3 separate regions of the Hordeum vulgare genome follow, and all the other regions are linked to region 3. Evidence: chromatin contacts called from public Hi-C data. All regions are on one chromosome and are shown on one strand. The core of a region is the stretch at or near the end of the contact, and the rest is flanking DNA. Distances in the headings are between cores, read along the strand shown. Region 1 holds the start of LOC123412162 (UPF0481 protein At3g47200-like). Region 2 has its middle 85 kb from the start of LOC123412162. Region 3 holds the start of LOC123411273 (protein MKS1-like).

Evidence for each region. Hi-C and Micro-C count contacts between places; a contact is called where the count stands out from the background.
Region 1: a contact with region 3 is called in a Hi-C map of seedling, with 5 times the contacts expected there. The contact joins the promoter of LOC123412162 here to the promoter of LOC123411273 in region 3. A contact is called at or near these places in 4 of 6 Hi-C or Micro-C datasets (leaf and seedling) and 1 of 1 datasets of contacts at active chromatin or transcription factors (embryo).
Region 2: a Hi-C map of leaf shows a contact between it and region 3, with 2.9 times the contacts expected there. The contact joins the enhancer-like site here to the promoter of LOC123411273 in region 3. A contact is called at or near these places in 5 of 6 Hi-C or Micro-C datasets (leaf, seedling and an unstated tissue).

Annotation. Positions count from the first base shown.
Region 1 is chr7H:525,090,678-525,094,170 of MorexV3_pseudomolecules_assembly, reverse strand. LOC123412162 (UPF0481 protein At3g47200-like) reads left to right here and starts at 1,453. Exons shown (of 2, transcript XM_045105105.1): 1 at 1,453-2,289; 2 at 3,257-3,493. The coding sequence starts at 1,603.
Region 2 is chr7H:525,006,080-525,009,573 of MorexV3_pseudomolecules_assembly, reverse strand. No RefSeq gene overlaps it. Among protein-coding and RNA genes, the nearest start is that of LOC123412162, 85 kb to the left of the region's middle. Within about 2 kb of position 1,738, at least 2 of the 3 cell types and tissues checked have open chromatin away from gene starts, as enhancers often do. A contact at or near this core is called in leaf, where this site is marked.
Region 3 is chr7H:525,220,244-525,223,623 of MorexV3_pseudomolecules_assembly, reverse strand. It overlaps LOC123411273 (protein MKS1-like), which reads left to right and starts at 1,740. Exons shown (of 1, transcript XM_045104203.1): 1 at 1,740-2,955. The coding sequence starts at 1,918. The coding sequence ends at 2,514.

The sequences.
Region 1 (3,493 bases), core at 204-2,703, 130 kb after region 3:
TTCTGTTTCGAAAGAGGCTAAGGCAGACAACCAAACGCGAGCAAGTTGCTTCCTTGATGCTGAGCAGACAGTAGAAATGCAGACAACCAAAACCAAACTATATATAAAATATAGTTGCGTAGAGTGCGGAAATGCTTTTTGGAGGACGGAGCTCATTTTTTGAAAAAATCGGAAATCATATTTTTAAGTTTCAAATTTTTTTGAAAAAATCACACACGTTTATACAGATGTATAATACATGTATGTGAAATCTGAAATACATTACGGCTAGAGCTACATAAAAAATACAAAGTCCTGTTTTTTGAAAGGGTGAACAATACATTCACTGTTCACAGAAAAAATGGAGGAATTTATCTTTTTTGTGTAGCTCGCACCATAATGTATTTCATCGTTAGATTTTATACACATGTAGAACACATACATACGAACGTGTATGCTTTTTTCAGAATTTTTTTGAACTTAAAAATATGATTTTTCAATTTTTTAAAAAAAACGAGCTTCATGGAGCTCGTGCTCCAAAACGCCCCACTCCGTAGAGTGTAGTTATTTTTCATGTAGGCACAGATACAAGTAGGTAAAAAAATGATATAGCTAGGCATTAACGCTGGTCCGAGGGCCTGGACAGAACAAATTAGTGGGGACAGGGGCCTATGGTGGTGGTCTGGTTGTACTCCTACGGATTATATAGTATAATTAACGGAGAAAAGGGCTGACGCCGGTGGAGCCTAGCTAGTCATACGCTGACCAGTACCTCGCCTCGCCGCCAGATCTCGCCTCGCCGTCCACGCATCGGATGCTTGGTGTTGGTGGACAGGGCTGCAGGATACAGGGAGAGAACGACGGGGAGACCGTGATCTGTGCGTGTGACACAGTCACAGATCGTTAAAGTGGGCTGAGACAATGGAGTTGTTGTAAATGATAGGGTCTCATTTGAAAGAAAAAAAGTTGATTGGACCAAAGGTAAAAACAGACAAACAGTCTCTCCTGCAGTGTAGAGAGTATCTGCTTTTGATGTAGCAAAGGGGGACAAAACATGTCATATAATGTTAGAGGGTCAAATCATCTAAACCTAACTATTTTTGTTTGATAAGTGAAGGATTATGAGTACATATAGAGATATTTGTGAGAGCATAGGGTGGCCAATGCCCCTGCCAGCATCCCCTTCCTCAGCTAAGTCTGGACACCTCGCCCGTCGGTATAGGTTATATTATTATTGGTGGCCACGTCACTGCACTAGCATTAGCCATTTAGCATATGCTCTCGCGCTGTCACAGTGATCGGGCCGGGCAGGTCTGCTCGCTTTCCCGCCGATAACATACACAGTTCACACACAAAGGTTGGAGTAATGCACAAAGGGGGCGTATGGTGGAGCCCGTGTAAGCATGCAACTTGTGGCGGAGATGAATCCAGAGACACATCGGTACACGGCCAACTTGCGCGTTTTCGTCAGTCCACTGGGCATCACCACGTCTCCGTCCGGGCCACTGGTGATCGTACTACGTGCAAGTTGGCTGGCCCCCCGTTCCGTCCAGACCTTTCAAAGCCCGGTGAGCTGAGCGGAGCGCCATGCATTCCAGACCCACACACGAGCGCGCGTGATTAATGGGGGAGGCAACCTTGGGCCCGAATAAGGTCGAGTACCCGACGGTGGAGGCGGCAGATGCGGCTTTGGCTTTGACCCCGAGCCCAGGCGGCGGCGGCGGCCGCAGCTGGGTGGTGGAGATGGAGAAGACGATCGGCGACATGAACATCGACCCGGCGGTGGAGATGGCGCGCTGGAAGCGCCACTCCGTCTACCGCGTCCCGGAGCGGATCAAGAACCTGCACAACAGCAAGGCGTACCAGCCGGAGCTGGTCTCGCTGGGGCCCTTCCACCACGGCGACCCGGAGCTGCTCCCCATGGAGGAGCACAAGCGCCGCGCCGTGGTGCACCTCGTCAAGCGCTCCGGGAAGCCGCTGCGGGAGTTCGTCGCCGCCGTGGCGGAGGTGGCCACGCAGCTGCTGGACGCCTACAAGGACCTCGGCGAAGAGTGGCGCGGCGTCGACAACAGGGAGCGCTTCGTGGAGCTCATGGTCACCGACGGATGCTTCCTCGTGGAGGCCATGAGGATGGACGCGCTGCGGGGGAAGGTGCACGAGGACTACGCGCCCAACGACCCCGTCTTCAGCAAGTACGGATATCTCTACCTCTGGAACTACATCCAGTCCGACATGGTCGTCGTGGAGAACCAGCTGCCGCTTCTCCTCCTCCAGAGGCTCCTGGTTGTCATGGATCATGACAGATATCAGGTACCGTACTACTCTTTCACTTTATTACTACATCCATCCATGATTTTTTTGCACCTTCCTTCTTTACAGACAATTTATCAACGTCGACCGACCAGATTTAAACCGACAATTTATCTCACTTTACTGATATATTTACGAACTCCTTAAATCAGCAACAATTCATATGGATTGGAGGGAGCAACGTATATGGTTGCTCTGGAGCATAACATAGCAATATTAATTGATCACTCGGATTGGTACTATCTCGCTATCTGCCTTATTTTTTGCGGGAAGATCTTCTATCTGCATTTCGATTGGATTCAGTTAGTTGGCTTGACTGGATTGGTGCTGGCTTCAGTTTAATTGGCGTGGAAGGCATGGCTCAGCTAGTGTTCTTGCATGCCGACCTCGACGGCGACGCATGAAAGAGACATTATAGACATGATAGATTGTCGGCACACTCTGTGTGAAAGGGATGTAATCTTAGCTCTTCTCATCACTTACTGTTGATGCGTCGGTGGCGAACTGGAGATCGATGTGTAGGGGCATCGAGCTCGCGAACTGATGGATAGAGGGAACAAGGGGAATCAAAGAACAACGTTTCAGTAAGAAAAAGTGACTGAATGGAATGAAAATAGCTGCCTGTCGAGTTAAATTCTCAAGCCGATTTTACAAGTTGTTGTGTGATTAAAATGTTATCATTTCACTAACTTGTAGTATATTCTTAGAAAAATCGGCTCGTGTTAAATTCACATTCCAGTTTCGCGAGTTATTTTTTAGTGTTTATTGTAGAAGTAGAATTTGAATTAAAGCATGCCGGCACTTTTGCTCTAAGAAGTTGGAAATTCATACATTCATCCAGTAAAAAAGGAGACAACAATAATGCCGATTAATCGGAACATTATATATTGAACCTGTTAATATCTTATTGAAATATATGGTTAATGGAGACGGAGGCAACCATGTTAGTTCTAACTGATTGCTATAGAATGCTTCAGGAGTCAGCAGGTTGGTGCTCGATTCTCTCTGTCCGTGGCGCCGGCACCTGGTAGGCATCAATCACCTCGGGCTCCACCCTCTCGACATCTTGTACACAAGCCTCACCCACGGCGACCACCAAGAACGCACCGGGTCGACGGCATATGTCATGCCCTCGGCGATGGAGATCTACGAGGCTGGAATTCATTTCAGGGTTAGCGACACCGACAGCCTCCTCGACGTCCAC
Region 2 (3,494 bases), core at 489-2,988, 210 kb after region 3:
CCAAAATTCAGCTATTCATTCAGATTTTTTTCCTTTTTTGCAGCCACTAACCTGAGAACCAACCAGGTAAGCTCTATTTGCATCAAAAATAGGTGCAACCAAAGCCTTGCTTCTAATGGGGATAAGTTGCGAGCAATGATAACGTGGTAGCGCCTTTTCCTTTGGAGTCATCGTCGAAGTTTCCTCCTCTCTAATAGTACTAGGTTATGGTTGCTCGTATTTTGGGTTGTCGTTGCAGCTGTTGGTGCGTCCAAACCCTTCCTCATGTTTTGACGGGGAGTCTTGAATGTTTTCTGGGCGAAAACTCTATTGATCGACGAGGGTCGATGCCGTCGATGACTCCTCTTGCGGGAGTCATGTTTCCTTCCAGAGGCATCTTCAAAAGTTTGTTCACTTCTCTCTGGGTAGCGGGCAAGTAGACGGTGGAGGTTGAGTTGACCGGTTGTGGTTTGGTCGGGGTTTTGCTTGATTGTTTGCAATTGTGTGGTTTTTGTCTAATTTTCCTTATAAACAAAGTCAAGTTCATTCTTCTTTATGAATTTGGAGGAGCATCCTGCCCTCTTGGTGAAGTTTTATAGAAAATAAATTAAAATGTTTTCAGCATCCTGCGATAAATTAGTTGTCATCAACGTGTCCTGTCTACTTGACTTATTGATGTTTTTCTTCACTTGTTTGTGTGCCAATGATTAGCGCCTATGTGCCCTCAAAATGGAAATACTTTCCCATCGGGGTTTCTTATGATGCAACCAGTCCATCAATGTGAAGTCTTAGGTTTGCCGTCACTGCATGCATTTTCCTCAATTTAATTTAGCTCTTCGGTATTGTTTGCTCAGTGCGAAGAGACATTCCTATCGACTACGAGATACCCGTGGTGATCTCGTCAATCTCAAAATGTTGTGTTGGTTCGATGTTTCGAAGAAGCTCATATGGGTAAGGTGTGTGTTCATGTGTTCATTGGGGTAATTTCTATGTGTATTTGAGCATTTCAATTGTATTGTATTCAATAAAAAAAGAAAATACTACTTCCCCATTTCATAATATAATGTGCATTGATTTTTGTGAAAGTCAACCTTCACAAAGTTTCGTCAAGATTATTGAAAAAAATTCTAGGTATACCATATTAAATTATATTTCATAACGGATCAAATTGTACTATTGATTTGGTATTCTAGACATTGACAATTTGTTCTACAAATTTGGTCAAAAATTTATAAGGTTGACATAAAAAATATCTAATGCACAATGTTGGGACGGAGAGTATGTACCACTTGGTCTACTGTATGCTCGATCTAGAGCTGTTTGCTGCTGCTTAACATGTTGTGCCGAACTTATTCTAGGAGTCGTGACATCACAGTAGCGAAAAGATGAATCCACCTTCTCCCAACTGCCAATTTTGATCCACTAGCTAACTTTCAAAGCGGAGTGAGTTCAAGTTCCCTCGCACTTCGGTCGCGAGTGACTAGTGACAAGAGCAGTAGTCCCCCTCGCAACTTGCTCGAGTGCAGATAGATAGATTGGTTACCTGTTGCTCTGGCCGGTGATAGTACAGCGTAGCAGCAGGCGTCTTGCCATGGACTGTCGGGCACGGGACACACAGTAGTCCTAGCACATCACGAGTAGCTTGTTGTTAGGGTTAGACGCTGCATTAAACATGATCGTCTGCTTCCTGTGTTAACTGTAGGCTCCCGTGACGTACAGATCGGAGTAGGGGAGACTTCTCCGGCGTCCGCCTTCCTGTATGTATAAAGCTGGGGCTACTCTAGCTCCTGTCGCCGGCCTATGATCAGCAGCGCATGCGGCTGCAGCGATGGACGACGTGATGCGAACGCAAAGCCAACTTTTATATTGGGAAAATGATGCTTGTCGACTGACTGCTGATCACGCGTCAGGATCGGCCGTCTCGTTGGTCTGTGCTACCTGCCCCTCGTGGTTAAAATGTGAAAAATAGCCACGATGCAGTACCACGCCCAACCACTCCTACCTTATCCTATAGGTGGCACCCATTTTCCTTTTGCAAACTAACGCAGATTCATTCTAGAAAACAGACACAAAAAATTGTTCGGTTTTAAAATTAGAACCGCAAGCAATACCGGACTGACGCTAGTTTTGGAGGTTCCCTCGAGCGAACGATTTGTTCGCTAAGGAATTAGGCGAGGAACAATTCAGCGAACGAGATATTCAGGGAACAATTCAGCGAACAAAAGTCAAAATGTCAGTTGTAGCAAAAATTCAACGAACTCGAGTTGCAATCAAGCATGGATGTAGTTTTCTGAATGAATAAAATGTAGCAAAATGACAAACCTTTGCATCAAATTTATATATGGTTACAGCAAATCTAAGAGAAAAAATATTACAAGGCTGTCTGACAGCGCGTGAGGGCCGCGAACGCCGGCCGAACGAGATACCCTTTCTCGAGCGTTCGCTTTAGTGGGGATCCAACGATTTCTTTTTGAGGCAAGATCCAGAAAAAAAAAATGAGGGAGACAAGATCCAAACGAGACGCCCTTTCTCGAGTGTTCACTTCAGCAGGGATCCAGCCATTGAGAAGCCCTTTCACAGAGGCCCAGATAACTGAATTTTTTAACAAAACAAATTGCGAACAATAAAGAAAATTATTATTTTATAGGGATAACATTTACAACTACCATGCTCTAATTTCTAAAAATTGCCATGCTATACTTTATAAAATTATCATCCTCTAATTTATAAATTTACAATGGTATAGTTAAATAAATGTGCCATGTTATCTGGAATAATAAATTCGCCATGCTGTAATTTATAAACAATTGGAATGGTCAGATGGCAACTTTAACAGAAAAAATATTTTCCCACGTCATGCAAAAAAAAGATAAAAATTATGGGTGATTAACATGGCAAACTAAGAAAATGTTGGCTTCTCTAAAAATCATACAATGTTTATAAAACTTCTATGATGCTCTCATGGCAAACTATATGCTGTAAAAAAATTGTGCTCATGAGAAGGTGGAAATTTGCCATGTCAATAAATCTGATTATACATAAAAATATATTTTACCATGCTATGTTAAATAGATTTCCCATAGTAAGTTCAATAGTTTTCTATGGTCCAAAAGAACAAATAGTTGTAAGACAAAGAACATTGCCATGGTCTAATTAATAGAAATTCCATGGTCTAAATAAAAAATTGTTATGCTACGTACAGTAGAACAACCATGATCTAACTAATAAAAGTTTCATGCTCTATATAATAAATTTGTCATTGTATGAATAACAAAATTGACATGCTATGTAACATAAAACTACCATCGCTTAATTAATAAATTGTACATTGTCTAATTCATAAATTTTTCAAGGTCTTTATAATAAAATTACCGTGTTGCTTCAATAAGACTACAAAGGCAATAAATTTTACATGCTCTTACTATTATAACTGCCATGCTACCTACAATAAAAATTGCATATGATAATTTTACGATTTGTTTCTCTAAAAACACATGCTAACTTTTGGGGATTTG
Region 3 (3,380 bases), core at 491-2,990:
GTGGGCCGGGTGTGTTGGAGTTCATGTTTGGTGTCCGTACTCCCGCGAAGTTCCTCACGTCTATCTCCGGTTTATGGAAGAAAACACATCCGGACGGCCCCACGGAGTGATACAGGCCTGTGTTGGATGGCTTCGGTGGTCCGGACAGCGCGGCCCAGACGGATGCGGGCACTTTGTGGGTTCGTCTTGGAGATGCCCTTAGACTACATTAATGCAGAGTATCCTACATGAGTATCATGCATATGATATTGATGTTTGATACTCTCTTCATCGTGTAGAATATCATATGGTATATGTTTTATTGCGAGATATGTGATAGTGTTTTATGTGGCCTAACTTTCTTTACATGAATGACAGATAGAAATACATCATTAATTATTATGATAAGTAAGAATGATATGATATTGACTTCTTTTTCTTCATTTAATTGTATGCCACTCGCATGCATAATAGTAATTGTTATGATACCCGCCACGGAAGGTGTTATAGTTCAAATGGAGTTTTTCTCAGGAAATGTGAAGAATATTGTTTTGGAGCTGGGCATCACCTTTCATTTACTTTTGAATGGTTTTTACAACAACAAAAAGGAGCAGGGAAGGAAGAAACTTGAAACTCATTGTGTATGCCTACCATCAGCACACAAACTACAAGGCGAAAACATGAACCAATGTGTTAACGAACATAGTCTATTAGTAAGCGACCAATGGACGTCGCAAGGACCAGCAACACAACATGGAATAAAGCAAAAAAGATCATACATTGTCCATCATTTAGATCAACAACCAGCATATGCATGAGGAATTAGTCATGCACATGCACATCATGTGCACAACATTTAGAAGGATCATTTCATCACCTTGCTTCAAGGCATCCATATCTTCCGGTTCTCGAATACTCGTCCAATATTAGTCCAATTAAGAATCTGGCATTTTGTTTCCTTTAGTCTTTGACACACAAATCCTCTTTCTTTTTCAGGACTCCTCTAATTCATAGGATAAGGAAATGGAGAATTAGAAAGAAAAGAAGAGTAGAAATAAGATAGTAATACATGTGTGAAATATAGGATTGGCAAATACAGAAACTCTATAATGTATGGCATTCGTGTAAGTCATGAAAAAAAAATCAGTACTCCAAAATGCTTAATTGCAGTGCAAAAAAAAAAAAAAAGATACGACATGAATCGTGAAGAGGTCAATTGTGGAGAAATTAAAACTTCCTTGTTGGCACAACTATTTGCTTGATCTAGAGCTAGAGCTAATGAGGTTCCAACATGGTACGTCTCTTGCAAAGGAATTTTGGAATGAGGCAATGAGTCGAACTTTCCATTCATTTACTTCTGTCTTGAAGCTGAAGCTGAGATGAGAGAAAGATATCCTCTAGCCCTTCCATCCATCCATTCATGTGAATCAAAGGGGCGACAGCACCGCCGAGTAAAATTCGAAGAACGAAAAATTGACCTGAACAGAAGTACAGAAGACAACGTGTGGGTGTGGCTACCAAACATCATATTTCTCTGTAAATAAAACCGGGGTATTGCACTTCAAACGGGATTGTTCCAGCAGTAAAAAATATATGCATGTGTCGACGACGGAGCACACAACCATGGCTGCGGAGAGAGGCGACCACACAGGATGGAACACGAGGCACGTGCCACGCCGCACCACTCTTGTCTCATTCGATTTAGCCTTTAAAACGCCAGGAAGGAGGCGAGGACGCTGTCCATGGCTATATAAGCCGTTTTGCCCCCGTAGCTGATAGAAGATCGTTACGTTTAACCTCTAGCTGTCCCGATAGAAGATCATCCGTGTCTGCCTGCCTCAAAGTCGCACCTATCCTGCTATCCATTACCCCCGGCCGGTAGCTATCCGCCCGTCGTCGTTGTCGCCGGCCCGTGCGCTCCCTTGTGTTCCACCTCCCATGGCCACCACCACCAGCTACGACAACGCCGACGTCCGGCACAGGGCCCTCGGCGTGCACGGCGCGTCGCGCAAGATCGGCAAGCCGGCGCAGCAGCAGAACCGGAAGCCGGTCATCATCTACATGGTGTCCCCCAAGGTGATCCACGTGGAGGCCCACGAGTTCATGTCGCTCGTGCAGCGGCTCACGGGCCCGGAGGTCGCCGGGGAGGACGGGCGGGAGAGGGCGTCGACGTCGACGTCTTCCCCGGGGGCCGCGACCGACAGAGCCGGGAGGGCGGCGCAGCCGGTGCGCGTCAAGGCCCGCGCCCTGAACCGGCCCGGCCCCGCGGTGTCCGTCTCGGTGACGGCCACGAGACAGCAGCAGCAGAACGTGCCGCCGTCGTGGGCGGGGCCGTCGCCGTCGCCGACGACGGGGTTCCTGTTCCACGACCTCAGCCCGCTCCGCGGCGGGGCGCTCAAGGGCGAGGCGCCCATGGTCTCCCCGTGGCTGCACCAGGCCAGCGACCATTTCTTGAGCCCCGGCGGCGCGTCGGCGCTCGGCTCGCCGTCCGGCTTCCTCGACATCTTCGGGCCGCTATCATCTCAGCAGCAATAATCGGGTGAGGGCCGGTCAACCCGCGACATGGTCAGAAGTCTTTACCAACTCAATATGCATTAGGGTTTTCTGCATGATGGACACGCATGCTCGCTCGCCTCACGCACGAGATGATCGAAATTGGCCCGGCGTTGTCTAGACTGGTTTGGCAAGCTGTAAATTAATTAGTAGTCTGCTAGGTTCTTGCAGTATTGATTTTATGTGTTTGATTTTGATTTTTTTTTGTTTACCTTTGTTTGCAGTTCTTGCTGTACATTAATTGTAATAACCGGTGCACCCATGAGATATGAAATTGATTTATTTGTTGATTCGTTCTAGTTGGTGCTGCAAGTTGTAATTGGCAGGAGCAGCTAGCTAGCTAACTAATGCATTGGGCGATTGAATTGACAGAACATATATGCAGAAATGCAAGATATATATCATATGGTGCTTGACTTACTAGCTAGCTGGACTGCACATATGTGGTTCCATTTTCCCCGCCGTGTGTACATGCGAACCACTTCTGCTCGAGGAAATTAAGCGTGTCGTATTTAAATTAATCCAACGGAGATACGGTGATCTACAGCTTGATCATCGCATATATATGTCTTGTAGTTTTTTTTGGGTAATGTATTTTTCTTGTAGTTGGCATGCAATGCTTTACGCGGCATTAGTCTTTCTGTCGAGGCCTGAGATACATTAAGATGAGCTACATATTGCATAAATGCAGTTTTCTTTCCTTCTACAGCAAGAAAATCAGGTTTGATGATAGCATTGTTCACGGTCTTAGCTCTTCTGCTAATCACTCAAGGGATCACAAAAACCTGTAGGTCAGGCCCATGCACGGTTGCACTTGCACAAAGATCAAAGGCAGTACATATATATAC